Regions from separate parts of the Mus musculus genome. Here all the other regions are linked to region 3. The links are chromatin contacts, called in public ChIA-PET, HiChIP or PLAC-seq and promoter capture Hi-C maps. All regions are on one chromosome and are shown on one strand. Each heading gives the region's core, a stretch centred on a gene start, on an enhancer-like site or on the middle of the called end of the contact. The rest is flanking DNA. Distances are from core to core; before and after follow the strand shown.

Region 1 (2,824 bases), core at 263-2,762, 930 kb before region 3:
GTAGGTGTAAATATTGTTTTATGTCCCCTTTGTACCCAAGGAAAGAATTCTTACAAAATAAACATTTGTCAAGTTACTAGATTATATCATAAGGTTATGTCATATAGTTAATATAGACTATCAGATCTATGAAGTGATGCTCATACGTTGATTTAATCACCTGCACATGCCTATATCAAAATGTGTTTCAATCATTAGATTACATGATAGAATCCTAGTGGATTGATAAGTAGTGTTTTTACTTAAAATATTTACTAACAAGTACTAACTGTCCATATTAATCAGGCTTAGAATGGCATTTCCAGGTATGAAGTACATCATGACCAAATCTAAACAACCTTTTAAAATTAGAAGTTAATAAAAGTTAATAAAAGTTTAATTTAAGTTAACATTAAATGCTAATGTCCACAGTTCAATTTTCCTCTTTAAAAATGCTTCTGTTGTATATATTCATTATGTAAAGTAATTTATAACAGCATTCCATTAAATTTCATCATATACTTTAACCATATTCCCTCCTCTTAATCCTCTTTTGTTCTTTCTACATTTCTCCAAGTTGGCTCTCTTTTCCTATTTTCATGTTTGTGTGTGTGTGTTTATTGTGTATAGGTATGTGTGCGTGTGTATTTGTATGCATATCATTTGTGTGTGTTAGAGTGAAAACTTTGTGTCTGCAGGTATCAAAATGTAGGTGCTAGAAACTGAAATCTGTCTTCTGGAAGAGCTATAAGAACTCTTAACTTCTGAGCCATCTTTCTGGGCCATTTGGTTTTGTTTATTTGTTTAACATTCTGACAGAGGTGTGATGATCTCAGCGTTAAGTTTGATTTGCATTTCCCTACTAAGCAAGATGGGTGCTTTATTCTTGTTGGGTTTTTTTTTTTTTTCATGTGTTTAGTTCCAATATTACTTTCTTTTTGAAAAACTACCTTCTCCTTTCATTTGCCCATTTACTGATTAAATTATTTTGATATTTAATTTTTTGAGTTCTTTGTATATTATAGATGTTAATCCTCTGTCATACACACACACACACACACACAGAGAGAGAGAGAGAGAGAGAGAGAGAGAGAGAGAGAGAGAGAGAGTCTTCTTTCGTGCCACTCATGCTGTATAAGCCCAATAATGTCATTGCTTCTCCTAGGCAAAATCATATTTTGTTTTATTGTTGAAACCTTGTGAAGTAGGTGTAAATATTGGTAATGTCCCCTACGCTATTCAGGGGGGACAATTCTTACAACACAAACTGTTGGCAGCCATCCCGCAGCTCACTTGGACAGGGGTTACTCCTGGGAGGCAAACTGGGGCTGAAGAGACAGAAACTAGGCGGTCGAGAGAAAAATGGAAGACAAGACAAGGTTCCTGATCAAGGCTCAAATGTTTAATAGCAAACTGTGCTTGTAACATGGGGGGGGGGGGGAGGCCCATCCCCCACTAATCCACTCTTGGAGACTGGAACCAGCTGCAGTTGATGAAGTGCAGGATAGGGTGTAGTCTCCTGAATATCTTAGGGGCCTCTCAGCAGGTAGCAGTGTCTTGAAGGACAACAGTGGCAGTGGCTGAACAATAGAGCCATCTAGGCATGAAGGCTCCACCCTAGGTGGTCTCCTTCTTAGTGGCAGCAAGGTCAAAGCCTGTTTCAGGCTGGGGGCTTACAACAAACATTTGGCAAGTTACTAGATTATGTCTCCTCTCTCTCTCTCTATATATATATATGAGGAGAGAGAGAGAACACTAAAGAAGATTTTCTGACATTCCCTGATCGTTGTCTTTGCTCTACTGTGTAAAACAACAGAAGATACTTTCATGGAATCCTTTTTTTTTTTTTTTTTTTTGTCTATTTTTGGAGTGTTCTATCTACTGAAGCCTTTTAAAAAATAATTATTGCCCATGCCTATATATTGAAATGTTTTCTCCTATGCAGTTTTGGAGTTTTGGATCATTGACTCATTTTAAATAGATTATTATATAATGTGAAAAATGAGGATTTGCAAAAAAGATAAATCACAGAAAACAAATGAAAATGGAATTGTAGTGAAAGAAGTCTGGTTGTCTTCTATTTGTTTAGGCAGAACCAAAGGGAAGAAAGTTAGATTTTTCTCACTACATACCAGAATTATGTGATCAATGTTTGCCATGTGGTGCTTGAACTCGAAGTAACTCTTGAAAGTTTTGTTCCTTCAGTATTTTTTGCTGTTTTCAATTATATACAGCAAGATTGTATTGTTAAGATTAATTTAAAAACAATTTTAAATTATGTTTGTAGATAAATGGATAGAGAGAAATTTTCATATCTCAAGTATAAATAATTTAATCTGGTTTATATCAATTGAAGTGGAGGAAGAATTTTAAGAATCTGTATGTTAGGAATAAGGAACACTAGAAGGAAACATTGCAAATACAAAAGTGGCTGGTGGTTATACATGAGAGGCAAACATACAGTTTATATTTGTCTGCATTTTCCAAAGTCTCTGTTGTTATCTTGTGTTGCATCCATTATTCGAGAAAAGGATCCTACATTAGTTGCTCTTATATTGCTGATATAAAACCCCATGACTAAGGCAGGTTCTGAAGGGGAAAATTAAATCGGGCTTAAGGTTCTAGATGGATGAATCTGTCATGGTGGGAGAGCAAGTCAGCAAACTGGACATGACCTAGAGCAGGAAGCTCAATGCTCACACCTTGAACTCCAGACACACAGCAGAGAGAAACCTGGAAGTGAAGGAAGATTTTGCTCTGAAAACCCACTCTTGTGACATAAACCTCCAGCAAGGCTATGCACTTCCTAAGCCTTCCCAAACAGCATGAAGAACTGGGAAGCAAC
Region 2 (3,104 bases), core at 568-3,067, 970 kb before region 3:
CAGGAAAAGGAAGAGCTTGTGACTTAAGGTCATACAAAATCCACACAAGGTGGCCAACCATTGTATATAATGAATAATATGACTATTTAGGGTTTCCTGTATATTCAGTATCAGTTGTGATGAGCTGATTCATGGTCTCATTGATATCTTGTGTCAGTAATATTTTAGTTCACTCCCCTTGGATACCCATGTTGTCTAAATATACCCTGATTGTTATGGCCCTCTGCTCTCTACTCTGACTCCAGCTCTACACAGCTATGCCATTTTGCCACTCTGTCTATACTTGATCCCTGGCAATTTCAAAGCAGGCAACTAGGAAGAGACTGTCTGGCTTCCATGATATCTCACATCTGAATTTCCTAATTTCCTTTTTTAAAAATCCTAAATGGAAAGCCCTGTTTCTTAGTTAAGTGTAGGTAAATTCAGCTTTATGTCCAAGTAGAATTTAGAGTGTATAACATGCCATGTTCCTTAAAAATAAAGCAGAATCCAGAACTGTAATTATCCTGGGTCTGCACAAGAATAGGCCACCAACAGCCAGTCACAGATGGAGGAAGGGCCCAGGGATCCCTAAAGACTATAGTCATCTTCTATTGTGTACGCATTGGTGCCCCCACCGGATTCTAACTGATACTACTCGGAATCTAATTGTCATATTGATAGTGGTCAAACTACGGAAGTGGCGAGACAAACACCGAACTAATGAACTTAGGAAAGGGACTGATGGGGAGGGAAAAGTTGTTAGAAATGCAGAGAAAGAAGAGAGGGTAGGGACAGAGAATAAGCAGAACATGTTATACACCTGTATTAAATTGTCAAGCTGCAATTCAATAAAATGAAATAGAGCTGAAAATGTTTTTTAAATTCATATGGAATTCATTGTGAAATAGGTGTTTGATATTTAGTGTAGAGTTTATGCATGAAATATGGCCAAATCTGTGTTTGTTATAATCTCAACATTGTATAGCCAATTTACTTCTGATTATATTTTTCCTAAAACTTTGTATCTACCCTCCTTTTCCTCAGACTCTTCTGAGTGCTTCTTCCTGATTATAGATAGATTATTATAATGTGAGTAAAATAAACATAGTGTCCACATGCAGGAAAGCACAGTGAGGAGAAATACTTGTTAAATTGTCACTAGTGAAACATAGATTTAGATTTCATAATTAGGAAGAAATATCAATATATAAATACAGTGAACGAAAAATACTGACTTAAAGTCCTTCGTCCAAATGGAGAATCAACATTCAGCAACTGTTTATGATCAGGACTTGTCTTGGAAGTAGAATAAGTCTATGAAGGAGAAGAGGAGAACAGTGCAGGATGGATGCTTGAGATCCTGTCCTCCACCATCAGGTAGTGAACACCAAGGGAGCCTACTAAATACTGAAGGAACAGAAACAGTGGAAAGCGCGCCCTCCCACTAGCAGCTCTCAACCTGCCTGTGTGGGCTCCACATAATAGCATTCAGCTGGGAAAGGTCAGCAAAAGACCTCAAAACTCACAGCCATATTTCATAAATACAAATGCCACGAGGCAGTGATCTCGATGTTCCTTTTCTTTGTGCCTTTGAAGATGTTTATTTTTATGTTTCTGGACACGAAGAAAAATGGGGCTTCCTAGCCCTTGCTGAGGCAGAGGACATTTTCTAAGAACTTTCGGTCTTGCTGACTGTCAGAAACGCAGCTCTGATTCAGAAATCCACGGGGATTTCCAGCAGTTTTTGTGGAGACCCGCCAGGGCTCCAGCTCACTCACTCGCAGGATGTTGACAAATCTGAGACCCAGAAGTGAGCACATTTTATAGAGTTCCAGGCTGGGTGCTGAAGCAATGGCCCAACAAGAGCCAAGCCATTCTGTCTATACCAGTCAAACAGCCTGGGAAATGTAGACTGTGGGTTTGTAAAAACATTGGAGCCAGGGAATTCCAGCTCAGTTGCTCACTGGGAGTGGCCTTAAGGACCAGAGACTGGCTCCCTAGACAAGCTCTCTGTGAGGGCAGCAGAAGGAAACCAACTTCCCAGAATAGGTTAAGAGTCTGACACATAGTTGATACTCAATAAAATGGGGCTATTAATGCTCAGTGTGCTTCTGTTCCCACAGATTCATAACATACAAACCAGTCTTTTAATGAAAATGTGTGGATGATAGGGAGTGGCAGGGTGAACCTGTAATCCCAGCACTAGGAGAAGATGGCAGCATTCGTGGGCTTCTAGGTCAAGTAGTCTAGCCAGCCAGAAAGCTCCAGGTCCCCTGAGAAACCCTCAAAACGGAAGATCTGATGTCCACCTCTGGCTCCACATATGCCTGTGTGACTGTTCACATTATATAACACATAAACACACAAAAAGAAAGAAAAGAAAAGTGAAAAACCAGTAACTGTTTTGATATTTCCTTTCCTGTTTTCTTCTTTTTCTTTCTTTTTTCCTTTCTTATAGAGACAAAGAACATGAAGTTGGGAGGGTATGGAGATGAAGAGATCTGGGAGGATTGGGGAAGGGGAAAGAAAATCGTCAAAATATACTGTATAAAACATTTAAGTCAATATGACCCCTCGGAGCTCGTGTCTCTAGCTGCATATGTAGCAGAAGATGGCCTAGTCGGCCATCACTGGAAAGAGAGGCCCATTGGTCTTGCAAACTTTATATGTCCCAGTACAGGGGAATGCCAGGGCCAAGAAGTGGGAGTGGGTGGGTGGGGGAGTGGAGGGGGGAGGGTATAGGGGACTTTTGGGATAGCATTGGAAATGTAAATGAAGAAAATACCTAATTAAAAAAATTTAAGTAAATAAATACAAGGCAGCAAAACCATAAACAGGTGCCCTCATTCACTTCAACACAGTTCACAACAGACAGTTTAAGCACACAGTAACATATCCATCTTTTATAAAGAAGGAACTCTTGTGCACATCCCACAACTTAATGTAGAGAGCACAAGACTAAATGCAAGCATGGATACAGAAAGACAAACATACAACAGCAATGGTGTGTGCATAACATTTCATTTCTTTTCCTTAGATATTTTCTTTATTTACATTTCAAATGTTATCCTCTTTCCTAGTTTCACCCCCCCCAAAGACCCCTCCTATCCCCTGCCACCTCC
Region 3 (3,057 bases), core at 200-2,699:
GTTTAAGTCACTGCACCTTCATCTAGATTGTCAAAAAGTTCAGGGCCACTCCAGGGCACTTGAGGGTAAAGCAAGGTGGGAAGGGAGGGAAGTTGTAAAGAAAAAATCAAATCAAATCAAAACAAAACAAAAAACAGGTTTTAAGCCATCTCCAACTGATGGGTGCTTTCAGATACCCTTCTTCTTAAACATAGACAATCACATAGGCCTGTGTGGTGGCAGGCAGCTGAGAGTCACCTGTGGGTCACACAGCTGGTGACCAGGGATCCTGAGGCAACTAATAGCTTAGCAGTAAATCCTACAAGTATCATTGGAATGGTCGCCCTGGTGTGTGGTCCCTACCAGTTCACTTCAGCAGCTTTTGTCTTTTCATCAGCCTTCAGACCAAGCACCCCTCCCTGAACTGCTCTCTCAGGCTTCTCTCTCCCAGCCTTGGTCACAGCCTGTCAGGCCCTTTTGTACTTAAAACGTTATAACACTTGGTCACATATATTAATTAACCTTGTTTTGATCTCCCTGCCTTTTGGTAGGCTTACTCAGGGTGTGGTTCAAGGCTTAAAAAACAAACAAACAAACAAACAAACCCCACCAACTTTGTACTGTCATAATGGGCTCCCAACGAGCCGTTGCTGAGTAACTGAATTGAAGCTCTAGGTGAAATCCAAAGCAGTAGCCAGGAGGAATTTAGGCCATCCAGGGTAAGAACACCAGCGCTCCAATGAGAGGGTAAGAGAGAAGGCGAAGTAGCAACAGCTGCTGCCCACTTCCCACCTCAACTCTTCCACCCTCTTCCAGGTTGTTTTGGACATAGGCTGGTCTTCAACTCTGGATCCTCCAGCCTCCAACTTCAAACTACTCGTTTTACATAGCAGGAGCCGCCACGCCCAGGTAGGAGCGGCCTCTTGAATTACTGATAGGCTTTCCCTCCATATTCACGTTTTATCGCACCCACACACACCACCGTGCTGCTTATAGCTAACTTGACACAGACTGATCGTATTTTCATGACTAGGTTATCTGAAATCTAGAATAACCCTTCATTAAAAACTACGCACACCAATTAGGCAGACTTTGAGGCGGGGGAACTGAAGGCAGGAAAAGTCTTCACTCCCTCTGAGCCGCGCCTTCCACTCCTCCAGAACATACGTCCGGGATTTGAGGCCCGAAACAGATCGCCCTGGCAGACAAAGTCCCCACAGAGCGTGGGTTGAGAAGGGCTCGACACAGGCTAGGCTAGGCTAGGCTAAGGACCTAGCTCCTTTCAGCGGGCACACATTTGAGACTTCACTCGGAATGTGGGTATTCCTACACCCAAAAGGGGCGAAGTTTACCAACAAAAATAACAGGGGCAGAAGCACCCAAGACAAAGCGCGGCACACTAGCAAGCACACGCCCCTTACTGGGCACCGCGCGTGCGCACAGAGCCCGGGACAGGTAGCCGGCGTGGCCGGCGAGCAGACACGCCTTCCGCCGGCCTCTCCTGAGCCCGCCCCCGGGCCTCAGCGAGCCGTTCACTGGTCAGCCTAGGCCGGGCCAGGGGCGGGGATTGGCTGATTGGCATAAGGTCCTGGGACAGCCAATCTGGAAGGCTGAGCAGCTGCGAAGGTGAGGGCTGCTGCGCAGCCGAGGTGAGTGGGGCCCGGGACAGAAAAGCGGTTGGCGGGGTGGGGAATGGCTACCACCCGGAGCTGAACGGTGGCGGGAGGCCGTGTTGTGGACAAGGGAGGGGACGGGGCGCGGCGCGGGAGGCCGGCGAGCGGGAGGGAGGCCGCGGAAGCCCGGAGCAGAGAGCAGCCCTCCGGCTCGCCCGCGCCTGGCCTGCTGAGCTCCGCGGGCCGCCGGCCTGGCTCCCATCCCCCGCAGTCGGCGTTGTGCCCTCGCTGGATCCGGGCTGAACGGGGCGGCCCACGGCGTTCAGCCTGTTCTACCTGGACCTACTTTCCTGTCATTGTCGGCTGGCAGCTCTGAACTTTCTAAGCGTGCGCAGTTTGCGTGTAGCCAGACTACAGAAACTTTGAGATCTGAAGTCAAACTTAACCAAACCTTTCTTTCCGCCTGATGGTTTGTTTTGTGATTGGTCTGATGTAACCTCTTCTGGCTTAAACCTCGTTTTGTGCTTGAGGATGGTCAATAGAAGTTCGGATCCTACCCCCTCCACCTCCCAACTACAGGATTTAAAGCTTGCTTCACCACATCCGGAAAAGAATATTAAGGAGTATTTCATGATACTTGGTAATTTAGCGTTCACTTTTTTGTTTGGTTTGGTTTTGAGACAGAGTTGTCTTCCTTACTCTAGGCTGGGGTGGAATGCACTATGTAGATTAGGTTGAGCTGCCTAAAACCTCCTGCCTCAGTCACCACGCCCGATTCCAGTCACCTTTTCCTAGTGTATGTAGTTGTTTTACATTACAATGACTTAGTCAAGGAAGTTGTGACACTTACTATCTTGTTACATGAAAGTAAGTTGTGTCCACATATATTGATCACATATATTGTACATACACAAAAATCATTTAAAAGGTAAAAATTATTTTTAAAAAGAAGGTAATAGAAATGGGTTTGCGATTATATACAACCGAGTTTGACTATAAAATGCTTACGAGCTAAGAAAAGTCTCAGTCACGATGTGCAGCTAACTCTCTATCAACACCCTAATCTTTGAATTGAAATGCAAGTCTAGTAACTGAAGAGGAAACTTAAGGGTTCTTTAGAAACTGTGTTGTACGGTGTTCTGCTGGGCTAAACACGTGAAGGAACATGTAGCTGAAGTGGACCTAGGCGAAAGGATGTTCTACGAAAGCAAGCACGTGAAAGGACATGGGATTAAGATTTATTTGCTAATGACATGCATGTATTGGTCTTCGTAGTTGAGCTGCATTTGTCAGACTCTAGGGAGAGAAGTGCTCCATAATGGTGGTGTGTTGCAGTTTCTTGCTGCATCCGCAGATGCAGGGCTGATTGGCAGAGTGATGTCAGCTGAGATGGACACACATGCTCAAGACCTGTGAAGGACATGTGTTGTTTGGAGGGTATAAATAGGATTTGATGGACAGTGGA
Region 4 (2,802 bases), core at 127-2,626, 920 kb after region 3:
GAGGTGGGCGTAAAGGAAGAACAGTTTCTAACGTGGGATCAAAAGCTCTGCATTAGACCTGTCATGTGAACATACGGGATTGACTTTACCCGCTGGAGAGGCAGGTATGGAGTTCAGTGCTCCCAGTTTGACTCTTAAGTTTCTGTTATTTGTGAGTGATGAGCCTGAGTAAAGTCACCTAAGAGAGTGATTAAGTTAAAAGTAGGTCTATCCGAAAAGGTACTAGCGTGGCTGGTAAAACAGTGGGAAGCCTCTTGCCAGCATGCCATGTGGTGGGTCCCACAAGCAGTTTCCTAAACCAACAAGCTGAATGCCAGTCAGATGTAGCCATGCCCGGGAGGGAATGCAGAGTGCTGAGGAAGCTGTCTGTTTGAATTGTGTTCTCAGGGATGTTATTGTTAAAGTAACCTCTTTCATAGGTAGTAGACTTATTAATACTTTATAAGCATTGATTGAGTATAATTGATCTAAGTATTTAAATGTGCACATTAATGGTGTCTTATTAAGTAAGTACAATGAACACTTTTTTTTTTTTTTAATTATTTTTTGGATTAGGAGGCTAAGGCACAGGAGACAGAGTTGTTATTTGAATTTTAGCAGGTTGGTTTCAGAACGTGGAAGTTTATCGTGTGTATTATGTTGCCTACTTTTTTACTTTCTTCACTATCCAAAACACTGCCACTGTCACTACTAGTATATATAAGGTTTATAAAGTAATCCAGGTCGTGTTGTAATTGCTTTGTACACACTAACTTCATGAGTAGTCCTCCCAGATGTGGTGTGTAACTGTTATAGCTGAGGACACAGGCAGGATTAGGCTGCTGGCCAAGTCTGCATAGCTAAATTGACAGAATGTACCAGTCTGACTTTAAAATTTCTGCTTTTCACCAGGAGACTTGATTGCATCATCAACTTGACGTTTCAGATTGGATATGTAATTTTTGGATTAATTATTCTTCTCTTCCACACTGAGTATTTCTTTGAAAAAAAAATAATAGTCAGTTTTGCCTTTCTATAGCCAATTCTTGTCTTCAGACTTAAAGAGAAAGCTTTTATTTTGGCTTTCTGCTCCAGAGGTGTCAACCCATGGTAGTGGAAACTACAGAGTGGAACGGAGCAATATCATGATAAACAAGAGGCGGACAAGAGAGCACCGGAAACAAGTGCTCAAGTCAGGGCAAGATCCGTCTATTCCCCAAAGGCTTAGAGTTTCTAGAACCTCAGGCGTCAGTCAGTGCTGTAGCTGGAGACCTGGAGTTCAGCGCATGAAGCATTGGAGAGTGTTTCATAAGTAAAAAATAGCAAGGAGCCTGATGTGCACATCCACGCCCCCACGGAAGTACAGCAGTTTGATCAGGGCCTTCCTGTTGACTTTCTGGAAGATATAGATAGCACCATTTAAATCTTTCAATTCTATGTATCTGCATCCTCCCCCTCCCCCTGACACCCACACCCTTTAAAAAGAAAATGTACTGTTTTTGTCCTATTTTTCTTGTCTTTTGTTGTTGTTGTTCTATTTTCTTTCTGTGTTTTTAAATGTCTTCCCACTGCTCTTTATTGGTATTGATTTATTTATCATCCTTTATAACTATTTTTTGTTTTCTTAGTCCTATGTCCTTTCATATGGTTTTGTCAGTGGTTTTAGTGTGTGGTGGTCTGAATGAAAATGGTCCTCATAGGCTCATAGGAAGTGGCACTGTGGGGAGGTTTGGCCTTATTGGAATTGGTGTGACATTGTTGGAGGAAGTGTGTCAGGGGGGTTGGGCTTTGAGGTTTCAGAGGTGTGTCCAGTGTGGCACTCTCTTACTGTTTTCCGGTCCGGATGTAGAACTCTGAGCTACCTGGAGGTGCTCACAGTCATAAATTTTATGCTTTCTGTGGTAACTTTCTGGTGAGTTTAATTTCACTGCCTTCTTTGCTCTTTGCTGGTTATTCAATGTTTGACTATTTTGAGTTCTTTTTGGACGAGCTGTTTGTCCAGAGTCATGTATAGGTCCAGGCCATCAAGAAATACTTAATTTTCTTATTATTCATGGGAGTCAGTATAATGTAAATTCTTCTAGGTTTTATTGGTTTTTATATAACAGAGATCAGAAACATAATTACTTACAAAATTGATTATTATACAATAACACTCCCCCTACTGTGTGTGTGTTTTGTGAATATGTGTGTATGTGTGTGTGTGTGTATAAATTGGATTGAAAATTGAAGTCATCATGCATACACCCTATTTCTGTTTTTACAGAAGAGATATGAATTTTCCTTTCAGTATGTATGTACCACTTACTTTGAAGGGCCAGCTGAGGTCTGTAGGTCATGCATATTGACATTTTCCTAGGTGACTTTTTTTCTTGGTTTCATTAAAGATGAGCTTGCTTTTGTTTTTGTTCTTGTTTAGAGATGTTCATAATGTCTGACATTTTATCCCTAGGTATTTTACTGAAGGGACTGTCCTTGCACACTATGCAGATGTCTTGGGTCTTCTGCTTAGATTGCGGCAGATTTGTTGCCATACCCATCTTCTTACAAACGGAATGTCTTCAAGTGGCCCCTCCAGTAAGGAAATGGGATTAGTTCATACCATTGTGTTTGCTAAATATTTCAGTTAGAAGACAGGTTTTTATGCAACTTGAATTTGATCTATTACTTTGATATACCTTTGCTGTAAGATTTTTTTAAAATTATATTTTTATTCTGTGTGTTTGTATATGAATATCATGGGTGCATGGATACATGTGTGGGAGATCAGAGCATAACTTGCAAGAGTCAGTTCTTTCTGTACCATGTTAATTCATGTTGTCA
Region 5 (3,017 bases), core at 451-2,950, 690 kb after region 3:
AGAAGCTCATTTTGTTATTATTATTCTTTTTTGCAAATCAGTAAAGCTTAAAGCCAGAGACTTATAGATTGGTTCAAATATAATCAACAGTAAGATATAGCCAACAAGAGATACAGCTAAAGCCACTAACAGCAACAGATTCAAAGTAGGAAGATGGGCAAAGGTCTTATCAGGAAAATGCTAATGAAAAGAAAGCTAGATTGCAATGGTAACATCAGATAAAAGGGAAAGCAAGCCAAGCTACATTAAATAGGGGTTCGAATGGCTTCAGTTAGCCTTCCAACGCGCCACTATTAGTTTGTTTCTCACTTTCCTGATCTCATCTAGCTCCTCCACGGCTCTAAACAGATCATCACTGCTCAGATGCCTGTTGTGTATATCCTCCTGAAAATCCTGGAGATCGAATCAGCCTCTCTTCAGATTTCTCCTCCTCCTCGGGTTCCTGCCCCTCCTCGGGCTTTTCCTCGGGCTTTGGCTCATCCTCCTTTTCTAGGTTTCCTTCTATTTTTTGGCAGGGTTTCATCTTGTGTCTGCTTCTCTTCTTTGCTGCTTCCAAGTACAGATCTGGTCGATTTCTTTTTCCTACTTATTTTAGCCTGGAGCGGTACAAAGAACAAACCTGATGAATTGAAGCAAGCTGTCTCCTCTGGCGGCTGGCCTCTCGCACCAGTGTCTGCAAGGCTGAAGGGAGCTGGTACCCTGATGGAAACAAGGACCAGACTAGCAGGATTTCTGCACATGTCGACTCCAACCACAGCAGCTCTTAAAAAGAAAAGCATTTGGGCTGGCAAGGTGGCTCAGGGGGTAAGAGCACTGACTGCTCTTCTGAAGGTCCTGAGTTAAAATCCCAGCAACCACACTGTGGCTCATAACCACCCATAATGAGATCTGACACCCTCTTCTGGTGTGTCAGAAGACAGCTATAGTGTACTTACATATAATAAAAAATAAATCTTTGGGCCGAAGTAAGCAGGGAGTGAGTAAGCAGGACCGACTGGAGCGAACAGGGTTGACCAGAGTGAGCAGAGGCGCTAAAAATTCAATTCCCAACAACAATATGAAGGTTCCCAACCATCTGTACAGCTACAGTATATTCACATACATAAAATAAATAAATAAATCTTAGGGCCGGGCATGGTGGCACATGCCTTTATTCCCAGCACTTGGTAGGCAGAGGCAGGCGAATTTCAGAGTTCATGGCCAGCCTGGTCTACAGAGTGAGTTCCAGGACAGCCAAGGCTATGCAGAGAAACCCTGTCTCAAAAACAAAAAACAAAAACAAAACAAAAAAAACCCCAAAATAATAATAATAAATCTTAGGAAGGAAGGAAGGAAGGAAGGAAGGAAGGAAGGAAGGAAGGAAGGAAAGCATTTAACTGAGACTGGCTTACAGGTTCAATGGTTTTGTCCGTTATTATCATAGTGGGAACCATGGCAACACAAAGGCAGGCATGGGGATGGAGAAGCTAAGCATCCACATCTGAATCACCAAAGAGAGTGACACTGAACCTGGCGTGGGCTTCTGAAGCCTCCAAAGCCACCCACAATGGCACACTTCCTCCAACAGCATTCCACTACTTTCCTAAGCCAAAGGCTCAGAGTCTACATTCCTCCAAGCAAAAGCATGGTCAGGCCTATCACACCAATACCGCTAGTTTCTGGTACTACACTAATTTTATTGTGTTAACTGTGGGAAGTGGTGTTTCCCATCCTTTAGAGCAGTGGTTCTCAACATGTGGTTCTCACAATCCCTCTGGGGACTGAATAACCCTTTCACAGGGGTTGCCTAAAACTGGAAAATAGATATTTTCATTATGAGTCATAACAGTAACAAAACTAGTTATGAGGTAGCAACAGAACAATTCGTTTGGGAGCCATCACAACATGAGGAAATGTACTAAAGGATCACTATGAAAACTATCTGTATTGCTGATTTAAAGGCAGGGAAAACTTTTCTCTTTTACCTAACAGTTCATTTAGCCCATGATGCCTTCATTGTTGGACAGTGGTGTCACTAAAAAGCTTTAGGCTGTCAGAAATTAATTACAAATGTCAGGACAGTGCCCTCAGTTTTGGCAAAGATGTCTTCAGATGAATGGCTTCTATCATCAAGTCGTGAGTGATGTTCAGAGAAAAATGTTACAGTAATCGAGTAACATGACCTGAGATAAAATCTAGTTGCTCACCATAAGCAGACCTAAAACACAAAGACATAGAAATTTTAGTTTACAAGAAGATTAAATCCAGGAAACTACAGAGATGTGTAAAAAAACAAAGTATACATATAGGAAGCATGAACACTGTAGCAAAGAAGATTCTGCTATACATACAAAAATGAGGGCATTAGATTGAACATGTAAAAGTTCAATTTAAAGATAAACTTACGAGTTGAAAGAAAATTTATGAAAAGCTGATTAAGTAGTTAATAAGATGGAAAACAAAGGCAAAATGAACTAAACAACTGAACAAAAAAAACAATACTTGAAATAAAATACCACAGCAAGTATTATGCTAAATCTGAGTTAAGAAAAAAGGCAAAATAAGGAGGATGGAGAGATGGCTCAGTCAATGAGGTGTTTGCTGTTCAAGCTTAAGGTCCTGAGTTCAGTTCCTAGCAACTTACTGAAGACCAGACAGGTTAACTTGATTTTGTAATCAGAGCACTGCAGAGATGGAGACAGGATTATCCCTGGGCCTTGCTGGTCAGACAGCCTAGCTGAATAGATGAGCCTCAACTCTCAGTGAAAGATCCAAGCCAAGATAGAAGGCTCCCAAGGAACAACGCCTAAAGTTGAGAGAGAGAGAGAGAGAGAGAGAGAGAGAGAGAGAGAGAGAGAAGGAGGAGGAGGAGGAGGAGGAGGAGGAGGAGGAGGAGAAGAAGAAGAAGAAGAAGAAGAAGAAGAAGAAGAAGAAGAAGAAGAAGAAGAAGAAGAAGAAGAAGAAGAAGAAGAAGAAGAAGAAGAAGAAGAAGAAGAAAGAGGGAAAGGGAAGAGGAAGAAGGAGGAAGAAGGAGGAGG
Region 6 (2,849 bases), core at 276-2,775, 970 kb after region 3:
TAAAGGTGTAACCCATGGCCAGCTGCCTTTACTTTTCTGGGAAAATGAGCAATATACCACCTTCCCCATTCTCCCCTCCTCCCCTAACAAGAGACATGGACATACATGCCAATTTTCCCAAACCCCCATCCAGAACAGAAGTCAAACATGAATTCTTTCTCCCACTGAAGAGTCCTCATTATATCAGCCTGTAAGATTTTTCAGGCTTTTTGTAAGATTACTCTGGGGACCACCTCTGACGGGGACTTTAACATTAGCAGTTGCTGGGGCTCCAAAGCGCATAGGGATCCTAAGGTTCAAGCTCCACAGCAGTCATTTGGGGTGACTGATGTCCAAGAAGAGAGTTAGGAGATTTTGTCAGTGTTACTCTCAGGTTTCCTCATTTCCCCTTGCTTATTTTCCGGTGTGGATGCTAGAAGCAGTGGGAATTCCACTGAGCAGGGACAGTGTGGTGGGTGGGTTGTCTGGTTATCCAGCGCATTCCCCAGAAGGAAACCTGAAAGCCATTTTAACTCATACTACCGGGCCATCTTTCAGAACAACCCACTACACTACCAAGATGAAGAAAGTTGTGAATTCCCTACCTCCAGTCAATTATACTCTGTAATGACATTTGCCACATCCATCAACCTCGGCTGATACTCGCCTGTGTTATTCTTAGAACATTTCTGAGACAGTAACATTTCAAAACCATTTTGCCCCAAAAGTACTTAAAAATGAGCACAATGTGTTAAATCCAAAGAGACTTCAGGAGGTGGCGGAGAAACGTAGAGGTGGTGTAATAAACGGGTATGTAAAAACTACAGGAAGCTACGCTATGCTTTCTCAGGTTAAATTAACAAAAGGAGGGGCCAGATGTTATAAACACAAGCTAAAACACCAGACTTAGCCTACAAATGGACAGTAAGACAATTGACAGCTGGGTGGTTTAACCTTCAGATGGCCGTTCAGTTGCTGTCATAACCCAGGCTACAGCTTCAAGCTTTCAGAAGGGCCAGTTACCTCTAGTGCCCAGTCCTGGGGTTTATTCGCCTAGGGCCTGACACTTTGCAACAAGTGGCACTGAGGCCCGCCCGGGGCGCTAGCCGGCTCCCATGTAGCAGCACCCGGCTGCTGAGGCCTAAAAATAGGATCAGTGCAGCGGCCAGAGCAGGGCCGCAACCCGGTGTTTCCGTAGGGCGCCTGCTGCTCCCCATGGCAGGAGCACCTCCGGGCTCCGTGCGACCCCGGTGCGTCCGGCGCCCGCCCCACCCCGCCTGGCCTTCCCCGGATGCGGGAGACGGAAGCCACCGCTCTGCAGCGCGGCTCGGTTAGCAGCCGGAGCCGCTCTCCACGGTTCGCGAGCTACCCGGAGCTTCCCGGGCTTAGGGGCGGCGACGTCGCGGGACCCGGTTACGCGGGGCGTACCTGTCATAGTGTGGCCGGGTGGGTCGGAGGAGCCGGGCGCCGGTAGGTGACCGCGGCCAGCAGGGAGGGCGGGAGTCCGCAGCCCGCCGCTCTTATAGCGGCCGTCACGTGGCCGCGCAGGCTCAAGCCCAGGCCGCATCCTCCCCGGTGCGCACTGCGGGCGGGGCGACCCTGGGGACCCGCAGGCTGCTGTGCCCAGGGGACACCTGTTGGGGACTGCGCCGCGGGCGTTCCTTCCAGGGCCTGGGAAAGAAAGGGGGCAGAGCTGTGTGGCCTGTGGCAGGAAAAGGAAGGGTAATAAACTTTCAATTAACAGAGACCTCTCGAAAGCCACGCCAGTTACAGTATTCATTTAAACTTTTTAAACTGAAGAGAACGGTTTTGCCAAATATTTAGAATCTTACCACTGGTTTTAATCAGGTAGTTAAGACCCTTTTACCAAGTCAAGGGCATAGGAATCCCATAATGCCATATACTTGTAGGTAGGAGAAACTCAGGCTCAGAAAGTTAAGTTACTTTGCTATGATAATAAGCCTTAAGAGGAGAGGTTTGTTTCAGATCAACACACTCCCATAGAAAGCCCCAGTGCCTTTAGCATACTGGTTCTGGATAAAGGGTAGTAAGTTCCCGTAATTCTGCTTAGGTAATTCAGTTGTTTCGGTTCATCTATTTCACAAATCTTGAAGGCCAATTTGTCATTTCAGGGGGGAAGTTGAGAAATACTTTTCTAATGTAGCCTGCACCTTGCAAACACAATTCTCCCTCCCACCCACTCGGCCCAAGCACAGCAATGGTGGATCGGCGCTCTGTAAATCTTTTCTCAATAATGAACGGTGACAATATCAACTCAAAGCAGGAAACAGATACTGAAGAATAGGGAAAGACAGCACTGCAATCCTCAATATAGTCCTCAACTTACAGTCGTTGCTGAACTTCCAATTTCCAACTTCATATTAGTTCAAAAGCATTATCCATCATCAGAAACCACTTTGAATTTTGATATTTCATTGGTTAGTGATATGCAATATGGTATTCTTCCATGATGCCGAACACCTGCCCCAGTCCCCAGGCAGCAGTGAGAGCATTAAGGTAAACACATAAATGCTACTCTTTTGCTAGGCTATGGCACTGGGTACTAGATGTGGCAGAAGATTCTATATATTCACAGAGGGTCTATAAAGATACAGTCCCACACCCATCATCCTAGGCCATATCTACACCATTGCTCCTTGGCCTGTGGGCTTAGACCTCCTCCACTAGACTCAACCAGTACAAGTTAAAAAGTCAATTTTTGTTCTTTAGTCCAGGTCTCCTAGAGGCATCATTTGAAAACTACACTCTATTTTTAACTGATATTGTATTAACTTTATACATTTTTGCAGTATTGTCAGTTGGGCTTACAATGTGTAGTGATCAGGTCGGAGGAGCCAGCATAGAATAAG
Region 7 (3,089 bases), core at 14-2,513, 770 kb after region 3:
AACAACAATCGCTTTATTAACACAAAATAGTAACTGCTATCATCAGGATTGCATTTCACTTTAGGAAAAAAAAATTATACATTTAGATACATGCCACAAGTGAAGACAGAGTTCTAACCAAAAATCTTTTACCTTAAAGCTCTCATACATGTTACAGAGAGAAATTCTAGGTTAATAAACAAAGCTCTTTTTCCAGTTGAGTAAAATCATTCTTTGCCTTTGAAAACAGGCTTAATTGTGGTTGATTTTTTTCTTTTCCTCTCTCTTTCCTATCTCTTTTCCTTTCTCTCCTCCTCTTCCTTCTTTGCCCATTCTCTCTCTCTCTCTCTCTCTCTCTCTCTCTCTCTCTCTCTCTCTCTCTGAGTATTACTTCATTGTACAGACGGGTACTAAAATCCTAGATTCAACAGATTGTCATGTGCCAGTTTCCCCATTATGCATAGCTTATTTGGTTTGTGACTGACTTCTTTTTTTTTTTTAAAGATTTATTTATTATTATACATAAGTTCACTGTAGCTGACTTCAGACACACCATAAGAGGGTGTCAGATCTCATTACAGGTGGTTGTGAGCCACCATGTGGTTGCTGGGATTTGAACTCAGGACCTTCAGAAGAGCAGTCAGTGCTCTTATCCGCTAAGCCATCTCACCAGCCCTTGTGACTGACTTCTATCATTCAAACAAAATTATCATTTCCTGGTATGTTCTTCTATTAATTTCTACATAGCAATCCATGTCAACTGATAAAGTCTCTATAACACACAGTACAAAAAAATTTTTTTAAATGAAATTTTTATTGGCTACTTTTACGATGTGCTAAATATGTTTCATATCTTCAAAATTACAAGTAAGTTTTTGTTAGTTTTCTAAAAATCATTAACAATGACATATTTGATTCATTTTTCCTTGGCTTATTAAAAACTGGCTCTGGGTGAGGTGTAGTGCCTGGGATTGCTAGAAGAACAAAGGGAGCATTTAGAGATGGTCTCTGCCCTCCTGGAATTTACACGATGAATGGAAGAAGATGCAGAATTGCGCATGCTGTGCATGTCCAACACAAACAGATGACATTCCTTTGTAGTTAGAGAAGCCTGGCCACAGGGAACTGTGTTTGTTTTGGTTTTTCCCCTTCGTGGTTTACCAGAACCAATCTGAGTTGGAAAATGCTATTTGCTTTAAAGAAATTAGTTACTCTTTTGCAACATTAAATTGTGTCAGCCAAGCAAATGAAGCCCTATTTATAAAATTGCTTGCTTCTGGTTTCACTTTATTGCATCGTGGGCTCCGAGAGGGAGAAAAATGAAGTTTTTGCTGCTTAGCACATTTATATTTTTGTATAGTTCCTTAGCCTTGGCAAGAGATAAGCATTATTTCATTGGAATTACTGAAGCAGTCTGGGACTATGCTTCTGGCACTGAAGAAAAGAAACTTATTTCAGTTGACACGTAAGTCACTATTTTTTGTTCTTTATGGGCCAAATTCATGTTACCTTAAAGAAAATGAAGCCAACAAGGAAAGTAACGTAAACATAGAAAATGTAAAATGTTGACTTGAAAAAATCAATGCTTTTATTGATTTCCTTTATGTCCCTAATATTTGTTATTGTGAAGCTGTCTTGTCTCTTCTTTCTTGGTCTGAGGGAGCTATACTGGTTTCTTACTCTCTCCTATGGTTGTGGTTTCTCTCGCCTTTATCTCCCAAATGTGTTCTGTCTCTGGATGCAGAAGTTGTTTACTTTCAAACAATTACTGGATAAAATGCAAGCATACCATTACTTGTTCCTAAGGGTGAAAGTACAGTACTTTTAATCCTTGAAAATATCAAATATAGAAATAAAATACTACTTAAAGAAAGAAGATTCTGCCTACTACTTTCTGTGTGATTCAGGACAGTAAAGGAGTCATACTAATCTCTCACAGTTTCTGAGTCCTTATCTATAAAATGAGACAGCCCAGTTATAAAGCACAGGGCTGTTTTAAAATTGCAGGCAAAGCTCTTATAGCACAGTGCTCCCCACATAACAAGTGCAAGAAATGTTATGTTCTTATTATGAGGTCCTGATAAAATATCATGTAACTTAAATGTCTTTGTGCTTTAGTTGCTTTATATATGCAGCATTCTTTTACTGAATAGTAGGGTCTCCTTGAAGTTTCTCTAAGCTGAGGTCATCACTATTAATAGTATCTAAACATTTACCAACAAATGGAAACTTGGCATTCAAAGCAAATATTTAGTATATTAGCAACTGTATTAGAATGACAAAAGAACTCAAATGAGTGAAATGAACAGCAGCTGCTAAGACTCTCTCCATAAAAACTGCTCTATTGAGCCAAATTATGTAAGCACTGAATCATTGATGGGTACATGCTATTTTGTTTACTTTTATATGTGGTTAAATTTTTCATGGTAAGAAATGTGCAGTACTACTAATAATATCAGGTTGTTACTTTATTAACCTAGTAATAATCAGTAAGAAAAAGTTTTGAATTTGATAACTGATTACAAAGAGAAGTAGAACTTATGATTTTGTAAACATGGTTTTGAGGTTGTATTTTCTTCCCAAGAGTTGGTCTTATTCTTATAGTTTCTTTGGAGAAGCCTAATTATGTGTGGTTCATTGTTTCCATGACTAAGTACAATGTGAGCTAAGTATGTTGTTAAAAAAGGTACTGGACTGAGTATGTACCTCAGTGGTACCTAGTTGTGTAGAAAGCTGTACTACTCATTGCTCCACCCACCCCTGCTATTGTATAAAATAAAAACAAAAAATCAAGTCAGTCCACTGAGTATAAACTGCAACATACTGGCCATGTTCCAATGTGGTAAACTCTAAGTACGACGAAGTATTAGAATGAAGAGGGTTGATAAGAACTTCAGGGAGGGATTTCTTTGTTGTAAATATTCTAATGGCGTGGAGTATAAGCTTGCTTACCCTGTTAGTACTTAATAGGGACACTCAAGGGTGCACAGAAGGAAAACATGGCATTCAGTTTTTCAGTTGCATTCAGCTTTCTTTTTAATTATTGTTCTACAGTCTCCTGTGGCTTCTCCAGCATCTTAGAATCTGTATCTTTTCTCTCCCCATTTACA

What was found. Promoter capture Hi-C pulls out the DNA fragments that hold promoters and counts their contacts. ChIA-PET counts read pairs in DNA pulled down with a chosen protein or histone mark. HiChIP or PLAC-seq counts read pairs in DNA pulled down with a chosen protein or histone mark.
Region 1: a contact with region 3 is called in an H3K27ac HiChIP or PLAC-seq map of embryonic stem cells, with 8 read pairs. The contact joins the enhancer-like site here to the promoter of Mtfr1 in region 3. A contact is called at or near these places in 6 of 39 promoter capture datasets (the 3T3-L1 cell line, 3T3-L1-derived adipocytes, embryonic stem cells and 2 more), 5 of 115 datasets of contacts at active chromatin or transcription factors (astrocytes and embryonic stem cells) and 1 of 9 other capture datasets (embryonic stem cells).
Region 2: an H3K27ac HiChIP or PLAC-seq map of the NIH/3T3 cell line shows a contact between it and region 3, with 6 times the contacts expected there. The contact joins the enhancer-like site here to the promoter of Mtfr1 in region 3. A contact is called at or near these places in 8 of 39 promoter capture datasets (the 3T3-L1 cell line, 3T3-L1-derived adipocytes, cranial neural crest and 3 more), 4 of 115 datasets of contacts at active chromatin or transcription factors (the NIH/3T3 cell line, astrocytes, hepatocytes and 1 more) and 1 of 9 other capture datasets (pancreatic islet).
Region 4: an RNA polymerase II ChIA-PET map of memory CD8 T cells shows a contact between it and region 3, with 6 read pairs. The contact joins the enhancer-like site here to the promoter of Mtfr1 in region 3. A contact is called at or near these places in 4 of 39 promoter capture datasets (the 3T3-L1 cell line, the C10 cell line, neutrophils and 1 more), 2 of 115 datasets of contacts at active chromatin or transcription factors (large pre-B cells and memory CD8 T cells) and 1 of 9 other capture datasets (embryonic stem cells).
Region 5: a contact with region 3 is called in an H3K4me3 HiChIP or PLAC-seq map of the 230-238 cell line, with 5 times the contacts expected there. The contact joins the enhancer-like site here to the promoter of Mtfr1 in region 3. A contact is called at or near these places in 9 of 39 promoter capture datasets (the 3T3-L1 cell line, the C10 cell line, the HPC-7 cell line and 4 more), 7 of 484 Hi-C or Micro-C datasets (B cells, CD8 T cells, embryonic stem cells and 4 more), 7 of 115 datasets of contacts at active chromatin or transcription factors (the 230-238 cell line, bone marrow-derived dendritic cells, effector CD8 T cells and 4 more) and 3 of 9 other capture datasets (adipose tissue, embryonic stem cells and liver).
Region 6: a promoter capture Hi-C map of pre-B cells shows a contact between it and region 3, with 7 times the contacts expected there. The contact joins the promoter of Gyg here to the promoter of Mtfr1 in region 3. A contact is called at or near these places in 10 of 39 promoter capture datasets (the 3T3-L1 cell line, the HPC-7 cell line, cranial neural crest and 6 more), 2 of 484 Hi-C or Micro-C datasets (B cells and CD4 T cells), 4 of 115 datasets of contacts at active chromatin or transcription factors (the 230-238 cell line, bone marrow-derived macrophages, memory CD8 T cells and 1 more) and 3 of 9 other capture datasets (adipose tissue, liver and macrophages).
Region 7: a contact with region 3 is called in a promoter capture Hi-C map of liver, with 2.2 times the contacts expected there. The contact joins the promoter of Cp here to the promoter of Mtfr1 in region 3. A contact is called at or near these places in 7 of 39 promoter capture datasets (the 3T3-L1 cell line, 3T3-L1-derived adipocytes, the SN4741 cell line and 2 more).

Annotation. Positions count from the first base shown.
Region 1 is chr3:18,255,274-18,258,097 of GRCm38.p6, forward strand. No RefSeq gene overlaps it. Among named protein-coding and RNA genes, the nearest start is that of Cyp7b1, 13 kb to the left of the region's middle. Within about 2 kb of position 1,513, at least 7 of the 459 cell types and tissues checked have an H3K27ac peak or open chromatin away from gene starts, as enhancers often do. A contact at or near this core is called in embryonic stem cells, where this site is marked.
Region 2 is chr3:18,213,819-18,216,922 of GRCm38.p6, forward strand. All of the region lies in intron 1 of Cyp7b1 (cytochrome P450, family 7, subfamily b, polypeptide 1), which reads right to left. Among named protein-coding and RNA genes, the nearest start is that of Cyp7b1, 28 kb to the right of the region's middle. Within about 2 kb of position 1,818, at least 59 of the 459 cell types and tissues checked have an H3K27ac peak or open chromatin away from gene starts, as enhancers often do. A contact at or near this core is called in the NIH/3T3 cell line and hepatocytes, where this site is marked.
Region 3 is chr3:19,186,661-19,189,717 of GRCm38.p6, forward strand. Mtfr1 (mitochondrial fission regulator 1) reads left to right here and starts at 1,450. Exons shown (of 8, transcript NM_026182.6): 1 at 1,450-1,628.
Region 4 is chr3:20,103,210-20,106,011 of GRCm38.p6, forward strand. Hltf (helicase-like transcription factor) reads left to right here. Exons shown (of 25, transcript NM_009210.3): 19 at 2,432-2,556. Among named protein-coding and RNA genes, the nearest start is that of Hltf, 47 kb to the left of the region's middle. Within about 2 kb of position 1,377, at least 55 of the 459 cell types and tissues checked have an H3K27ac peak or open chromatin away from gene starts, as enhancers often do. A contact at or near this core is called in memory CD8 T cells, where this site is marked.
Region 5 is chr3:19,881,076-19,884,092 of GRCm38.p6, forward strand. It overlaps the pseudogene Gm2148. Among named protein-coding and RNA genes, the nearest start is that of Gm42190, 71 kb to the right of the region's middle. Within about 2 kb of position 1,701, at least 7 of the 459 cell types and tissues checked have an H3K27ac peak or open chromatin away from gene starts, as enhancers often do. A contact at or near this core is called in the 230-238 cell line, where this site is marked.
Region 6 is chr3:20,153,591-20,156,439 of GRCm38.p6, forward strand. Gyg (glycogenin) reads right to left here and starts at 1,526. Exons shown (of 7, transcript NM_013755.4): 1 at 1,408-1,526. The coding sequence starts at 1,414.
Region 7 is chr3:19,955,986-19,959,074 of GRCm38.p6, forward strand. It overlaps Cp (ceruloplasmin), which reads left to right and starts at 1,264. Exons shown (of 19, transcript NM_001374677.1): 1 at 1,264-1,444. The coding sequence starts at 1,299.